2 separate regions of the Capsicum annuum genome follow, and region 1 is linked to region 2. A link is a contact called in public Hi-C data. All regions are on one chromosome and are shown on one strand. The core of a region is the stretch at or near the end of the contact, and the rest is flanking DNA. Distances in the headings are between cores, read along the strand shown.

Region 1 (3,980 bases), core at 425-2,924, 340 kb after region 2:
TCTTTGAATATAGATTCGTTTTTTTTTTAAAGATCAAGTCATAAACTGATATTGTCCTCAAAATAATCCTAGTAAAATAGAACATGAAAGCGTAAGCTCCCCAGCAGCTTGTTAAATTCCATTAGATTCTTTGTCAAATATTTTTATTTTTCGTGATACATGGGTAATCTTAATTCATTAACTAGAATTAGAATTTAAGCTAGCGTACATGAACAGAAAAGTATAAATATTAGCACTATAGTCATATTAAGTAAGCCGAGATGGAAGAAATATAGAAGAATATTTTTGTGTAATCTTCAAGAGATGTGGGACTTCACCGGCTATATGTTGTTGTATCTCCAAAGGGAAAATGATTGAATATAACATTTGGTATTCCATCATTATTCATCAACATTATCCTGATTGACCTCTACTGGTGTAGAAAGACATATTTTTAGGTTAAATTACACAAATCTCAATCTTAAGAGACTATATTACCCAATATCTCTTACCTTTTTAATATTTAAATAAAATCTTGATTTTCAAATTTACTCTTGATACGTATCAACAAAACTCCACATCCTATTTTTACTCCACTATTAACTCATTAAAGCTATTTTTTTTCAATAATTTTCTTCCCTAAGATCTCTCTAATTATCATCAATTAAATCATTTTCCTTCTTAATTTTCTCCTAATTCCTAAAACATGTAATATGACACAAATTTACATGACAGATTTCCTATAGATGTAACTAACTAACCTAGAAAAAAATTTAACTGTTCTATTTCAGAAACTGAGAACAAACCCCAGCCCGAATTCAAGAACAAGGAAAGTTGAAACCCCAAATAAGATTAAGTCTAATTCACTTTTTTTTTTAAATAAATTGATACATATATAAATTTATTTAGTTATTCATACATGTTTATTCATTTAATGATGATTCATATGAATGATAAATATGATATCATTATATGGGTATTATGGTGATTCATATGATAGATACAGTTTATATGATTTTAATGGGTGATACATATGATATTAATGAGTGATACATATAGTATTATGGTGATTCATACGGTAGATGCAGTTATTTATTTCAATTATTGGGTGATTAATATGATATTAATGGGTGATACATATGGTATTATGGTGATTCATATGGTAGATATAGTTATTTATTTCAATTATTGGGTGATTCATATGTTATTAATGGGTGATATATTTTGTTCATACTGTATCTAAGAATGGAGCAGCTGTTCCGGTGAACCAGCACCGATCCTCTAAAAAACGACCCACTCACCACCAAAAATTTCTATATAACAGCCTACCAAAAAATCACTCCACCGGCGTCATCAATTATTGGGCGATTCATATGCTATTAATGGGTGATATATTTCAAACTTCAAACAATTGTATCACACATATTTCAGACTCAACAGGGAAGTCAAAAGAGAAAACGTGCGTCCCAACTCCAAATGTTACCACTCATGTAATGGTTAAGGATCCTAGAGGCTTCATCCTTGTTAAGATGTCCGTGAATAAGAGGGCAGAGGATGATTGCAGGTTTGATCCAATTAAAATCCCAATTATAGATGATTGTACCATTACCCAATTTCCAACATTAGCCTTGTTGACAATATTTCCAACCAGTAAGTATGTTTACCCAAATAAACATAACTGCTCCAGCGCCGGCAACACCAAACCCACCGCCGAGAAACGATTAAGAGGGCAAAAGTGGTGGATTAAGTGATGAAGATGAAGAGCTTCATATTTATGCTTGTTTGGATGTGTTTAAACATAACTGCTCCAGCGTCGGCAACACCAACCCTACCTCCAAGAAACGATCAAGAGGGCGAAGGTGCCAACAGGAGGGTGGACCGTTATTAGAGAAGACATCAACTGTGTTGGTGGATTCTGTGATGAAGATGAAGAACTTCGTATTTACGCTTGTTTGGATGTGTCTGAATGAATCGACAGAAATTAGGGCATTGGAATTTTTTTTGAATCTGACTAATTCATTATGTAACTGATTGTACGTGATTTGCTCCACAAATTAAAAGAAAATCTGCTACTTAAATAAATATATAATCATTTCAAATGTATCACTTTTTTTATATGTATCACCGTATAACATATGTATTACCATTTCAAAAAATCAGGATAAAATGTAATTAACAAAATAGTTGAGATTTTATGTAATATCATTTAGGGATTTATGTAAGTTACCATAATACTATTTGATTATTAAGCATTATGGGGTATAAAATTAGCTAGTGAGGTTTTCTATTTTCTTTTTTTCTCCTGGAGATGGATGATTTGGGGATTGAGAAGTAAGCAAACTCATCTCAAAATTATCTGTACATTTCAGCTACTTCGAAGAAAATAAAAAAAAAATTGAATAAACTTCCCAAAGAACAATAATTATAGATGACAACTGAATTCACTCTAAAAGTAAAATTACTCCATTGCTAATAAAAATAGCAAAACTCATGTATGCCAAGCCAAATAGGAACGAACTTAAGAAAGCTAAACCAAGACATCTCTAAGCTAAGGTACCTTTGATATATCAACAGATGCATACATAGCTTCAATAAGTCACTTTGCTCTAAATCCTCTAAGCATGTTCACCCGACTCTCTACCATTCTCATTACCTTGACTGAAAAAATCCGAACTAAAATCTTGATTACCGAATGCCATCTTCCTAAACCAACTTATTTCTGAAGATTGCAGTGCCGCGCTGTGTATTTCACTTTCACCAACTTTCATTCCGTTTGACAGATCATGCATAGCCATACCATCAAAAGCTCTCATGATCTACGAAGCATAACCATGATCAGAATGTACATACCCTTTACAAGAAGTCTTGATGAGGAGGTATCTTGCATAGGTTTTCAATAAAACAGAACAAAAGTTATGTACCTGTCCCATTGTTGGTCTCTTCGCGGATGAGTGGCGCACGCAAGATGCAGCAGCCTCGATCATTCGGAAAATCTCGCTGCCATCGTAGTTCTTCTCAAGGCATGGATCTGCCAAGAGATCATAGTCCTCCTTTTGAAGTGCTCGACCAAGCAAAGGACGGGCCTGGGCCACAGAAAAAGATTACAGTATAATATAATAATTCATGAGAAGAATATTACCATGCTTCCTTAGCAAAGAAAGTTCTAATTTTTTTAAGGCAATAAAAGCTTTGTTAACTGGCTACTGCTTCTAGGCTGGCGACAAGAAAACTGAAGAGTTCGTGGAAGAAAAAAGTAAATGGAAGTCACACAATTAACATGATCAGAAAAGAAACTAGTTTTACATTGCTACTGTTATCGTTTTCAGTTTTCTAACATTGAAGGATCAATGAAATTAAAGCGGATAACTTGATCAAGCTGTTTGATTGTTGTAAAAAACAAAAGAAACTGTAAACCACAATGTTTCCTCAGCCTTCAGGTGCCGTTGGGGCATCAGAAAAATGCTTGAAACTATTCCATTAGTACGTTTATTCTATACAACTTTTACAGCTCTCGAGCATTTTAACTTGCAATTCAAAGTCAACTTAATTTGATGAATTGTTCTCTTTTGTTTTTCTTCCACTACCATTAATATAATATATGAGTCAAATTAATAACTAAAACCCTATTTCTAGTGAAATATCATCATATAAAATGAAAGGAAAGTAGTGTTAGTGAACTGATAGACGAGAAAATCCTATCACAACAACTGAATTCAAACGCATCAGATATAATGAAGACAGTATTGTCCATGAGACACATAACAGCAGAAAATCTGCCTTTCAGATTTCAGTGCACACAACCTTCTCTATGAACGAAAAAATTGGCAATGAAATAATACACATTAAAGCTTAATGGTTTTTTGTATCGAGAAATCCGTTGTATGACACCTAGTTGATCGTTTAAGCTGGTTGTAACATTTGGATGAAGTTTGACTGAAACTAATCAGGCACAACTGCTCAACTCTGAATTTAATCTAATAAATACTTTGAGGACCAAACTA
Region 2 (3,789 bases), core at 327-2,826:
TATGACTCAATTATCTATTTAATATTAATTACATGATCTTTTTCAATTAATATGGAAAGTCTTTATTTTTATGGACAAAGTTGAAAAAATAGTTAAATATTTCTTGATCTTTTAAACATGTCAACTATTTTCAGATAGTATTTTTTAGCAAAAATATCAATTATTTTAAAACGAAGAAGTAATTCGTAGCAGGTGATACGCCTTTACAAGTAAACATATTTTTACTAAATTATCCTCAATAAATAGTAGTGTCAATTTAATATTCGGACCCTTTGTAAATAAAAGGTATTTTACAAAATTATCCTAATTAAATAGTAATATCAATTTAATATGATTTTTTGATTATATTAAAATTATATATATAAATAAAAATAAAATTGAAAAAAAAATGTCCATATCTTCCCTTGTTATAAAAAAAACAGCCATTTGAAAGCTAAAAATGCCAAATATGGACGGGAGGAAGTAAATTAAATTAGCATTGTCCTTTTGCATTTTGGTAAAACTAAGGTAAATTTATAGCTATATATTTTCTTTTTCAATTGATGCATTTATTAGATCTTATTTACATTTAAATGATTTAATATCATATGTTTCCCTCTATATTCTTTTTTACGGGTTTAGAAAAAATAATTTGTACTAAATATTTTTGATCACTTAATTAAATTTTTTTGAAATTAATAATATTTTTCTTAAATTTCATATAAAGGCAAGCTTAACTCATCACATTTAACTAGTATAAATTCACGACATACAAAAATAATAAGTGAAAATTAATAATATCAAAGAAATATATTTCTCCATCTATATAGTTGCAAATATCACAATTTGTCATGTTAGTTTATATAATATTAAATTACTCGTTTCTCTTTGGAATTTGTTAATTTTTCGCTAAACTTGCTTTCTCATGATTTTTTTTCAAAAAAAAATGTATCAAATTATTTAACTAAGGAACATAATAATTAAGATACTTATCAAAAAATATGACAAAATGCAACTTCATTAAATTAATTATGCAATAAAAATAACATAAATTACACTTATCTCATTCGATTAAAATTATATTATTTTAAGTTTGGGCCCGAGCTTAGCACGGATCCCGTGCAACTAGTATATATATATATATATTGATTGGTTGTTCCATTCATAGTGGTACTATTTATGCTGTTAAGATGTTTAAAATTATCATTTATTATTATTCTTAAATTTAATAATTTAAAATTAATTAAAATTTTAATTATTATTAAGTCTTTTCTTTTTTGAATTATATTGAAACTCCTATGTAGCATTTAAAATCAACTAATCAAGTAAAAAAATTTCTTTCTGAATGCTGTTTCAAATTGTTATTTACTATTTTTTTAGAATTTAATAATTTAAAATCAATTAAAATTTTAATTATTATTAAATTTTTTCTTATTTAAATTATGTTGAAACTTCTAATATATAGCAATTTAAAATCAATTAATCAAGTAAAAATTTTCTTTCTAAATATTATTAAAAATGATCAACGTCTTTAGTTAAAATTTATTCTAAACTAGTACTAGTATATATAAATGTGTGTATGTTATTACCTTCATGTTATGGATAATTAATTAATTGATGTAGAAATTTAAAAACAAGTTAAAATAAAAACTTCAATTCTTTCCCGGCTACTGCGATTCTCTACTTTACATTTTCCGTTTTCCTCAGCAGTCAGCAGTGCCTTTTCACCACTTCTTGAGCTACAAAATCAACATATCTCATCCCACAGTCAAGGGATTCAACGATCAAGATGGCTTTATCCACAAATCGGACGGTTAATCAACTTCTAAAGCCTTTAACCGCCGCCATCTCCGCTACCCGCTGCCTATCATCCGACTCCACCTCCATCATCACCGTCGAAAGCAGCCTCCCTTTCACCTCCCACAAGATCGATCCTCCATCACGCGCCGTCGAAACCAGCCCTAATGAACTCATGACTTTCTTCAAAGACATGGCGGAGATGCGGCGTATGGAGATCGCCGCAGATTCACTGTACAAAGCGAAACTCATCCGCGGATTCTGCCATCTCTATGACGGACAAGAAGCGGTTGCAGTAGGGATGGAAGCTGCAATTACAAAAAAGGATTGTATCATTACGGCTTATCGAGATCACTGTATATACCTTGCCCGTGGTGGAGGGTTATACGAGTCATTTGCGGAGCTAATGGGGAGAAAAGATGGTTGTTCTAAAGGGAAAGGAGGTTCTATGCATTTCTATAAGAAGGAGAGTGGATTTTATGGAGGTCATGGAATTGTAGGTGCTCAAGTTCCTCTAGGTATTGGACTTTCTTTTGCGCAGAAATATTCCAAAGAAGAGCATGTTACTTTTGCTATGTATGGTGATGGCGCTGCTAATCAAGGACAGTTGTTTGAAGGTTTGAATATGGCTGCTTTATGGGATTTGCCTGCTATTCTAGTCTGCGAAAATAATCACTGTAAGAATTATAGTACTGTGTTTGCTTTATATTGTAATGAATTTGTTGACATTACGTGGTGCAAGTAAGTAGTACAATAACATTTGCTGTTCATGAAAGAAAAAAATATTGGTTCCTTATATAAGTTAATGCAAAGAAATTGTGGCTAAGCGCTTAGGATTATGCGTGTTTGATTTTGTTGATGCAGATGGAATGGGGACAGCAGAATGGAGGGCTGCAAAGAGTCCAGCCTATTACAAAAGAGGGGATTATGTTCCTGGTTTAAAGGTGACAGTAACATCTTGCAAATCCGTTGTTACGACGTTTTTACTTTTATCTATTAAGTAAGTATCAGAGAAAACATTTTGCATCAGATATCTAGAATGATCAACATCTCTTCAATTTGAATTCTGGAATATATGCTGTTAGATGAGAATTTAAAATGTTGCGTTTGCAAATGTAGTTTTTGATTTTATCTTAAAGATAATATGGTGTAGAAAGAGTACCAGTGTTATCATCGTTTTACCATTAATAGTAATGTCAACATGGCAACTATTTAGCTCTATAGTTGTTTTATTGTGAATATATTCATAATAATACATGTATATAACCTGATTATATATCCTCATTAGGTTATCAGTTCAGCAAGATGCTTTAGAACTCTAGGGAAAAAATCTGGAGTTTTCTCACACCTCAACTAATCTTCTCGGTGCTTGTTACCTCCTACCTACACAATTACCTGGTGACATTGTTCACCCCAATCTTAGATAGATAGAAAGAAATCATCTAGTATTTTCTTTCCTCTATTGAGATTTGAACCTTCTCTCTCATGGCCCATTCAACTTCATTGACGGTTAATCCACACCCTTGGGTGCTTAAAGATTGTGAAATTCATAGAGTAACAAATATCTTAAAACTCGCACCCAAGGGTGTGTGGTCTAGTGGTTCAGTGAAGTTGGGTTGAGCACCATGGGGTTTTAGGTTCAATTCTCAATAGCGACAAACACTAGGTGATTTCTTCCCATTTGTTCTAGCCTTGATGGACAGAGTTACTTGGTACTTGATGCTAGTGGGAGGTGGCAGGTATCCCGTGGAATTAGTCGAGGTGCGCGCAAGCTGGTCCGGACACCACGTTTTTTTGTTCTTTTAAAATATTTTAAAACTCATGAATAACAACTTTAACACTATAATTCTTATGCAAATTTCAGCTGTTACATTTCCATGGATAAGTGTCATTTTATATTTGCATGTTTTAGCTAAGATGCCCTAGATGCTGGAGATATAATTGGGGTCTTTGTTTAAAGAGTCAGCAGTTGGGAAAAATAAGGCTGCAAACGCTAAATGAATGTAAAATTGG

The links. Hi-C and Micro-C count contacts between places; a contact is called where the count stands out from the background.
Region 1: a Hi-C map of bud shows a contact between it and region 2, with 2.8 times the contacts expected there. The contact joins the enhancer-like site here to the promoter of LOC107870745 in region 2. A contact is called at or near these places in 3 of 5 Hi-C or Micro-C datasets (bud, leaf and placenta).

Annotation. Positions count from the first base shown.
Region 1 is chr5:57,223,042-57,227,021 of UCD10Xv1.1, forward strand. It overlaps LOC107870746 (proline-rich receptor-like protein kinase PERK9), which reads right to left. Exons shown (of 8, transcript XM_016717370.2): 7 at 2,901-3,062; 8 at 2,385-2,795. The coding sequence ends at 2,595. Among protein-coding and RNA genes, the nearest start is that of LOC107870746, 29 kb to the right of the region's middle. Within about 2 kb of position 1,675, at least 4 of the 5 cell types and tissues checked have an H3K27ac peak or open chromatin away from gene starts, as enhancers often do. A contact at or near this core is called in bud and leaf, where this site is marked.
Region 2 is chr5:56,885,652-56,889,440 of UCD10Xv1.1, forward strand. LOC107870745 (pyruvate dehydrogenase E1 component subunit alpha, mitochondrial) reads left to right here and starts at 1,577. Exons shown (of 8, transcript XM_016717365.2): 1 at 1,577-2,453; 2 at 2,641-2,720. The coding sequence starts at 1,769.